3 separate regions of the Mus musculus genome follow, and all the other regions are linked to region 2. A link is a contact called in public Hi-C and HiChIP or PLAC-seq data. All regions are on one chromosome and are shown on one strand. The core of a region is the stretch at or near the end of the contact, and the rest is flanking DNA. Distances in the headings are between cores, read along the strand shown. Region 1 has its middle 18 kb from the start of Gm24612. Region 2 has its middle 76 kb from the start of Ccl1. Region 3 has its middle 54 kb from the start of Gm24612.

The links. HiChIP or PLAC-seq counts read pairs in DNA pulled down with a chosen protein or histone mark. Hi-C and Micro-C count contacts between places; a contact is called where the count stands out from the background.
Region 1: a contact with region 2 is called in a Hi-C map of pro-B cells, with 2.7 times the contacts expected there. The contact joins two enhancer-like sites. A contact is called at or near these places in 3 of 15 datasets of contacts at CTCF or cohesin (large pre-B cells, pro-B cells and stem cell-derived epiblast-like cells), 16 of 484 Hi-C or Micro-C datasets (the C10 cell line, cerebellar granule neurons, cerebellum and 12 more) and 3 of 115 datasets of contacts at active chromatin or transcription factors (embryonic basal ganglia, large pre-B cells and oligodendrocyte precursor cells).
Region 3: a RAD21 HiChIP or PLAC-seq map of pro-B cells shows a contact between it and region 2, with 4 times the contacts expected there. The contact joins two enhancer-like sites. A contact is called at or near these places in 1 of 15 datasets of contacts at CTCF or cohesin (pro-B cells), 3 of 484 Hi-C or Micro-C datasets (the C10 cell line, cerebral cortex and frontal cortex) and 1 of 115 datasets of contacts at active chromatin or transcription factors (large pre-B cells).

The regions. Positions count from the first base shown.
Region 1 is chr11:82,612,351-82,615,050 of GRCm38.p6, reverse strand. No RefSeq gene overlaps it. Among named protein-coding and RNA genes, the nearest start is that of Gm24612, 18 kb to the right of the region's middle. Within about 2 kb of position 1,335, at least 4 of the 459 cell types and tissues checked have an H3K27ac peak or open chromatin away from gene starts, as enhancers often do. A contact at or near this core is called in pro-B cells, where this site is marked.
Region 2 is chr11:82,254,502-82,257,318 of GRCm38.p6, reverse strand. No RefSeq gene overlaps it. Among named protein-coding and RNA genes, the nearest start is that of Ccl1, 76 kb to the right of the region's middle. Within about 2 kb of position 1,533, at least 13 of the 459 cell types and tissues checked have an H3K27ac peak or open chromatin away from gene starts, as enhancers often do. A contact at or near this core is called in pro-B cells, where this site is marked.
Region 3 is chr11:82,540,877-82,543,576 of GRCm38.p6, reverse strand. No RefSeq gene overlaps it. Among named protein-coding and RNA genes, the nearest start is that of Gm24612, 54 kb to the left of the region's middle. Within about 2 kb of position 1,371, at least 15 of the 459 cell types and tissues checked have an H3K27ac peak or open chromatin away from gene starts, as enhancers often do. A contact at or near this core is called in pro-B cells, where this site is marked.

The DNA of each region.
Region 1 (2,700 bases), core at 86-2,585, 360 kb before region 2:
GGGGCAGCCAGGCCTGTGAGCATTCCTAATTCACTCTTGAACTCAAAAGCATTAAGTATCACTTTGTGCGGGCCCAGCTGCAGTCTTCTCACGCCAGGAGCCTAAAGCCTCCTATAGCCCATCGGTAACCCTCAGATGCCCACACCAGCTTCGGAGACACTCCCAGATTGTGTGAGTCACTGGAATTCTAGGCTGTTTCTCTCCTTCCAGGAAAATGTCTGCCAATGGCTTTTATGACACCAAGTAAAAAGCCCTCCCCACTTTGGATACTTTTATGTCAGCTTTAAAGGGTGGGCGCGAAAAGCGCGGACATCTCAATGAAATAACTGCCATCAGACCTGGGTCTCTTCTTCCTACAAGACAGAAATGACAAGCCAAACTGGAGGTGGCAAGTACCTCCAGGGACCTCATGGTGCCGGGCTTCAGGACCCATGCTAAACTTCCAGTGAAGGGAGGGGCTTCCCCACTGCTTGAGGAAGGGCTTAGCCTCCCTCTGGGACCCCTGGGCCCACATACCCAGCTGCTCGTTTGGCTTGACCAATCGGGGTTTACAATCCTAGGTCATGTGCTTTGCTGAGCACTCTGTGGTCATAGCCGTATGTTATGCTGAACGCTCAAGGTGGGGACAGAAAATGAAGGTCAGATCTGTTCTACCATGGCTGGTTTGGTCAAGTCTCCTGACCTTTTAGTGACCTGGTTTCCTTATGGGAATAAACAGTATATGCCCACTGGGGTTGGGAGGGGGCAATAAATAAACTGATGCTAGAAGACGAGATGGTTCAGCGGGTAAAGGCGCTTGCTGCCACTCCAGACAAATTGGACTTTGATCCCTAGGACCCGCATGGTGGAATCAGAGAACCAACTGCTTCAGGCTGTCATCTCGGCCATCTCATCTAAGCGATGGGGCAGCTGTGACCTGGTGTAATTGTTACTGTACTGTATGTAGCAAGCGTCCAAGCATCACCCTTTCCTCGGTTCTGGTTGGGTCTGTCAGCAGGAGATGGGAATTGGGAAAGGGCGCTGTGAGGTGCTCGCTCCTACTCCACCATGGAGAGCTTCAATATTCAAGGTGGTACAAGTGGCTGGAAACATCTGGAAGGTCCTCATTCGCTAGCTCATGCAGCTCCCGGGCTGGGACTCCTTTTTGAATGGCACATTCTGACTGGTGATAGGTGAGTCTGAAGAGAAAGTATCGAGAGAATGAGCAGGGGAACGGGGTGGGAACAGGAATTGGGAGGGGGGGGTGACTGGGGGGGGGTGCACGGGGAGCCGGTTTGTGATGGATGGGTGGGTAGGAGGAAGGAAGTGACTTCCTTCTATAACCTAGCTGCTGAGTGTCGCCTCTGCTGCCCTCTAGTGGTAGAGGCAGTGGCAAACCTGCCTAGGTTTAAGGTAGGAACAACTAACAGACCCAGCTTATGGGTTTGGATACTTGAAGTAAAAACGATACATGTTTAGAAAAATGCCTGGGCTATAGTATTAGTATAGTTAACAAATGCTAAATATTATGAAAAGCAACACCTAATAATTAAATGGTACATTTTATAACTAGTGAAGTATAAGTAAGTGAAATATTATTTTAGTTTGTGTTGGGGGAGAGGAGATGGTAAAGAAAGCCTCCAGGAAGATGATACATGAGTAGGGTTTTGGAGGATAGATAAAGAGTTTGCTATGGTATCTCTTCACACAATTTGGGTAGAGGAAGTAACTTGGACAAAGTCCTAGAGGGCTTGAAACAGTGATGCGTTCATGTATCCCTGGTGCTGCAGCAACATTTAGAGCCAAGAGCGCTGTCCAGAGCAAGCTGGGGGGAATCTTGTCAGCAGGACTGGTTGGGATTTTGTCATGACGGTAGCAAGAAGCTATGAAGGGTTCAAACAGGGTGAGTGACAGCATTGTAAAGGGGAGAAGGTGGTATCTGGGGACCAGAGGAGAAGCCATAGCACGGCCCCATGCAGTAACATGACCACCTACATGGTGCCTGTCCCCACTCCAGGCATCCAGGAGGAGGCAGGTCTGTCCATTGTTTTATTACATTTATTTAGGTATATATTTTATGTGCATGTGTGCAGGTTCATGCGTATGCACCACAGTGCCCATATGGAGGTCAGAGCACAAGTTGTAGGAGTTGATGCTTTCCTTCCATCCTGTGGGTCCCAGGCATTGAATTCCAGTAATAAGGCTTGGGTACAAGTACCTTTCTGTGCTGAGCCATCTTACCAGGTCCCAGATCTGTCAATTGTACTTCCTTTCACTGAGTCTGAGGACCCAGAGAACTGAAGTCCCCCAGCCTAGAGCTGGAGACATCATGAGCTGATGATGATGCTAGTCTTACATAATCACAAAAGGGGACAAAAATGGCCTTCTTCCTGACACAGGCTCTAGACAGTCCTGTATGTTCTTGCTGCATGGCAGACACTAGGTGGTCACATCTCAGCAACTAGTGGATGCTGTGTCTATGATGCATGAGGTGGCAGTGTGAGGGAATTGGGGCAGGACACAGACATCCTGCAGCGTACAACCTTGGGGTGGAAACATGGGTGCTGGAGCCTGGCTCTCTGGCTTCAGGAAGAACACTTCTTCCCTGTCCTCTAACTTCCTTGTCCTTGCATGGGAATTCAGTGACATATGTATCCTGAGTGTATGGGACATGAAGCTCAAACCCTCTAAAAACACTTCTGTTGTACCTGCTGAGAACCC
Region 2 (2,817 bases), core at 284-2,783:
ATTAGTTGAATAGTCCCTCTCCTTTCACCTTTCACTAATCCATACTTCTCAGTTGCTCAAGCCTTGTAAAAACAGCAGGCTCTCCACAGATCACAGCACTGGGGCTTGGGCCCAGCTATTCTTCAGAAGTCCTGGGTCTGAGTGGCCAAGCTCCTTATGTGTGTTCTAGACTATGCCTGTCCTCTGCAGGGAATGGAGTAGGTGTGAGCAAGCTGGTGGTGTGGGCAGGGGACTGGGTATGGCACCTAACACGCCATTACTGGTGTGGGAGAATGGGCCTGGTATGTGGCCAGCCCCAACTCTACTGCCAGTGTGCCATTCCTGGTCACCCCCACAATGCTCATTACAAAGCCCACTCCATACCCCACCCCAACCCCTCAGCATCTCCTCTGGCCAAGAACCAATTTTACCCATGAGTGAGTCTGGGTAATCCTCTTCAGGCCTCCAGTGGGAGTGGGGAGGGATGCACCTAGGCTGAAGTAGGCAAGCCTTTAGAGAACCAGGTCCCCACAGGGAGCCAAGTCACTATCACCTGCTGGAGATATCCCATACTTCCTCTGGTGACCCACCCATCCCTTATTCTCTTCAGGAGGAAGTAGAGGCTTCAGAAAGCTCAAGGTCATGTCCAGGCTGACCCCTTCCCATCACTGTTCTGTAAGTGGGTTTATGCTGGAGCCCTGATATGATCATCTTCCCTGGGCTCCTCCTATTGCTAAGCATAGGGAGTGGATACCATGCTAGAGACACTTCAGGAGGCCCAGGGTCCTGCAGGCCCTCTAAGCTGCAAGGGCACCCAGAGGGAGCCTCGCCCTACAGTTACGGATAGGGGATGGAGGTGAGGCCAGAGAATGCAGCCACTCTGATCAGGAGTTTCCAAACAGGTCAGGTGAGATGCTGTCTTTTGGCAATCTTCCTCCTTTCTTATCCACACCTTCTGTCCAGTTTATATCTCTCCGCTCTGCAGAGAGCAGCTCTGTTCAGAAGCCTCCCTGGGATCCACAAGCCCTCTGATGAATGGCTAGGTTTTGCATTGATGAGTCTCCCTTCGTGGAGTAGTTCTACTTAACTGTGTCACTCAAGCACACGAGGCAAACCTGTCTATCTAGAAAAGGATGCTGATTATAAGATTGGTCTCAGGCTAATTGTGTTGCTCTAGACCACAGACCAGAGCTGCTCGGCACCTGGCACCTGGTAAACAGTTAACAAATTGAGCAGTTATAACTGTCATTGAGCCACTGGGCTCCTATTCATCCATCACCACCCTGTCGGGCATCACCTCTCTGTAAAGCCTCCTTCCCTGATCAGTCTCTGGGGACTCTGACTTCTGCAGCTACATCCTGTGTGTAATTGCTTCCTGCTATGGTTGGCTTGCGTGTTTTGACTCTGCTGATATGTGAGTTTCTAGGGGAATTGACATGGGAGCCGCCCGTGGTGAGGCCAGGGCTGAGCTGCTGGCTGGTGGAAGGAGGATTCTTCTGCTATCTCTAAGTTCCATTATGAAGTCTGTGCTTCAGGAGCTGTGTCCATATCTGGTGGCCTTCACTGCCCTCTCCTGACTACAGAGGGCAGGACAGTTCCTGGGAGGAGTGGGGGTGGGGCAGAGGCAGGCAACTGGCGCTGTTGGCAGAGATGAGTTCCTGTGTGTCTTGGTCTTCATAGCTGGGCCTGTGTGATAAGTGGTAAAGGACCATGTGTGGCCATGGGGAGGGGGTTGACATGGGAACAGGTGAGGAGGAGAAGGATACTGCTTCTTTTGAAGAAGACACTTTACCCTGCAAGGCTCCTGGGAATCCAGCCCCAAGTCTTTATGAACTGTGCTCACCCTGAAAACAGCCTCTGGGGTGAACCCAGAGCCGCCTTCCCCACAGCCTGTTCCACCCACGGGGGCCAAGGCTTGCTCATTTGCTCACAGTTAAACTCCTGGCTTCCTCGGGGACGGTGACAGATTGAGAGAAGATGGTTCCAGCTAAGAGAGTCCTATAATTATCAGCCACGGATTATTTTAATTAAAATGCTTTGCATCCTCAGCTCTTAATTTCTAAAATGATTATAAATGTTATTATTAAAGGAAAATCCTTGAAGTGAGATCCATAAATCTCTGCCTGGGCTGAGATGACAGGGTGAGCTGGTTACAGTAAAGGGGACCCAGCCTGGTGCTAAGACTCTCTGGGGAGGAGGTGAGAAGAGCGAGGGGTGGGCAGAGCCTGAGGAAAGGAGGGGTTTAGGGTTTCCACATGCATCCTGCCCACTCTGCCTAGATCATTAATTGATTGCGACTGAGAGATGGCCCAGACCTGGAATCTGCCTCTGTTTGCTGTGTGACTGAACAAGTCAGGTCACCTCGCTGAGCTCCAAGTTTCTCTGCTTTGAAATGAAAATAGTTGCCATCTGGCTGGACCATTTTAGCACACACTGATAAAGTGTTTAAGTCATTTGTCAGGGGAAGCCATAGTATAGCCATTCCGTCCCATCCCCAAGAGGCCTCGGGAGTCCTCCGGGAGTTCCACAGGCCACACTTCTGGGTTGTCCCTTCCACTCTCCATCCCTGAGATGGTCACTCCAGAGACAAGCTGCTGCCAATCTCAGTCAGGTCCCCAGGGCAACACCTTAGCTTTCAGCAGCCTGCTGCACAGAGGGCAGGCTCTCGACTGCCATTGTGGACTTTGAGGCTCACAGAGGAAGATGTCTAGCCCAAAGTCACGCAGAAAATGTCTTGGCAGGTCCTTTCAGCTCTTGTCGTAGATAGCAGAAGCCTGCTTCTCCTTGTTACACTCTCTTCTACTGACAGAGAATAGATCACCTGAGAGGTGATGCTAC
Region 3 (2,700 bases), core at 122-2,621, 290 kb before region 2:
GATTTCAGGACAAGGCCTGAAGTTTCTGTCTATAAACACAGGGGTCTAAATTCCCTAGTCAGTGACACTGGATTCTCCTATATGCAATCTCTCTAGACATAGACGAGACTGTCATACTCTGGTAAGTCTCAGGAAAGAGTTCTGTTAAAGGTGCTGCCTAGTGCTGTTGAGTTGCCTCAGAGTGTCCAGGTGGCCCTCCCACAGCAGGGTTCTTGGTAGTAGAGGAGAGTTCTGTGAATCCAGATCTCTATAAATTCACCAAAGCTTTGACACAGCTAAGCCCAGTTCCAAGGAAAGAGACTGAATTCCACGGAGCCAAGCAAGTTGCTGTAAAAACAAAATGGGGTTATATGGAACAAGATTAGTTTCTGTGCATCAATATTGGGATAACTAACAAAGCCCAGAGCAGATTTCTAAGAAGCTAAGTGGAGGTCGGCAGAATTGAGTGGAGTTCTGCTTAAGAGAGCAGACGCTGGGTCCCTGAAGAGCCTTGGTGGCAGGTGCAGAGTTTTGTTTGATGATGGCATACTTATGTGTTTGGGAATATGAGGCAGGTTTCTAGAGGGCAAGGAGGGGCTCTGTGTACCCACTCAACTCTGGATAAAGCAGGGCTTTGCATAACAAAGCAGGCTTTTCTCAGGGTGCTTGGAGAGACAGTTCTAAGAGACAAAACAGCAGCCTTGCATGTATGTTGTGAGGTAGGGCAGGATGCTGAGAGAGAGACAAAGTACAGCACACCTTGTGTAACAGTGTCCAGGCTGAGTGTTTGCATGCACTCTAGCTGCAAGGGAGGCTAGAAACAGGCTAGGTACTTGCACCCTAGCTGCAAGGGAAGCTAGAAATATGTTGCCAGATTTGTTTAGTTTTCATGATACAAGGGCGGGGGGGGGGGGCGGAGATGGTGTTTCAAACAGAAGAAGGAGTTTGGAAGCTGGACAATGACAAATTTCCATGACACCTGCCTTCAATCACATCACATTTATTCCTGCCACAGGACCTTTGCTCCTGCTTTATCTTCTTTCCTTGTCTTCCTCCTACCATTTACCTGCAAACACTCCATACAATCTAAGTCTGAATTAAAATACCAAGAGCATGTAGAGGTTTGCCTCAGATCCTCTCATGCAAACACTTTGTTTGTTTGTTTGTTTGTTTGTTTGTTTGTTTGAAACAAGCTCTCATGTAGCTCAGGCTGGTCTTGAATGCACTATGTAGCTGAGGCTGACCCTGAACTCCTGATCCAGCCCCTCCCTGTGCCATCTCACCCAGCTTCATGCAATCTTTGTATTAACTCACTGCCTTACCCTTCACCACAATCATGCCTAGCAGGCTTTCGATACAGGCTTAACCCAAGCATCTGTCCAACAACCACTTCCTCTCTGGGTGGCTTGTTCAGCACTGCTTCTAGGACTGTGCTTCAGCTCCTTACAGAAGTCTGTACCTACAGACCCCAAATCCTTCCTGAGCCTGGACACCTCTTCCTTCAGGTCATGTGTACCCTAGATCGAGTTCTCCACCATATAGGTTCATATCCTAGGTCATGCGGTGTGGCAGCTGTGCGGGTGGGCCTTTCATCTTCTGAGAAAGGCATTTTAGAGTCTCTGCAGACTTGTCTTTATTCCTAATTTATTGTTTTTAATTTAGAAAGGGGAAGCTGGGGTGGGGTGGAACTCGCGGTCTCACACATGCTAGGCAACTACTCTGCCACCGAGCCCCCCCCCCCCTGCTTTCATGGTCTCTTTATCTCCTCACAGGTGAGCAGCAGTGACAGGCTGTGGTGCTGCAGGTGGCAGATCCCATTATCACTGGAATCCAAAGTCAAAGTGACAGTGGCTTCAGCAAGATCCAAGATTTGTTTTCTTCTCAAGACCCTAGGCTGCTCACCAGCAGTCCCGTGTAACAGGTGTCCTGGGGTGCTTGCTTCACTGCTCCCTAGGCTGTTGCCCTTCTTAGTGTGGTCACCAGGACTCAGCACCGTCCACCAGGGTCTGGCCTTCCACCAGCAGGAAGGAAGAAAGGCAGCAGGGAGCTGGACAGCCGTATTGCCACCTGCTCTAAGAGCACATGCCAGACTCAGGTCTCCTACACCGCGGTCCAAAACTGAGATGCAAGGGAGGCTGGGGGATCTGATCCATTCTGGAGGTTCCGTCAGAACGGAGGGTTTCTGCTACCAGTGAAGAAGGTAGGCAGCCAGAAGTCTCTGTCAAATAACTGAAACAGCATGAAACCTAACCCAGCCCTTAAGGAGGCCTGCTGGAAGCTGGAAGGTATCTGGTTCTCACACTAAAAGTGCCAAGGCAGGCATGTATGCCCCAAGCGAGGAGCCTGGGCTAGGGAAGCTATTCAGTGCTCTGTAAAGCTCAGAAAGATGGTGGATCCAAAGCCAAAGCCAGAAAGCCTGATGCTGGAGCCCATAGGCTTTGTGTCACAGCACATGGAATGGATGCTCTGAGGAAGGAGGCCCATAGTCCGCTTTCTTCACAGCTCTACTCCTGGCACATCGGCAGTACGAGCTGAGTCATTGTTATTCCTAGAAGGAATTTCTGATCTGATCTTATCTTACCATTGTCTCCTGTGCCCAGTCAAAAGGCTGTTAACCCTTTCCTGCCCTGTGAGCGTGCAGCAGTGGCAAGTGGCACCCACTTCTCATGGCCCATCATTATCAGCAGAGAGCTCTCAGGTCAGGTCAGGCCCCTCACTATT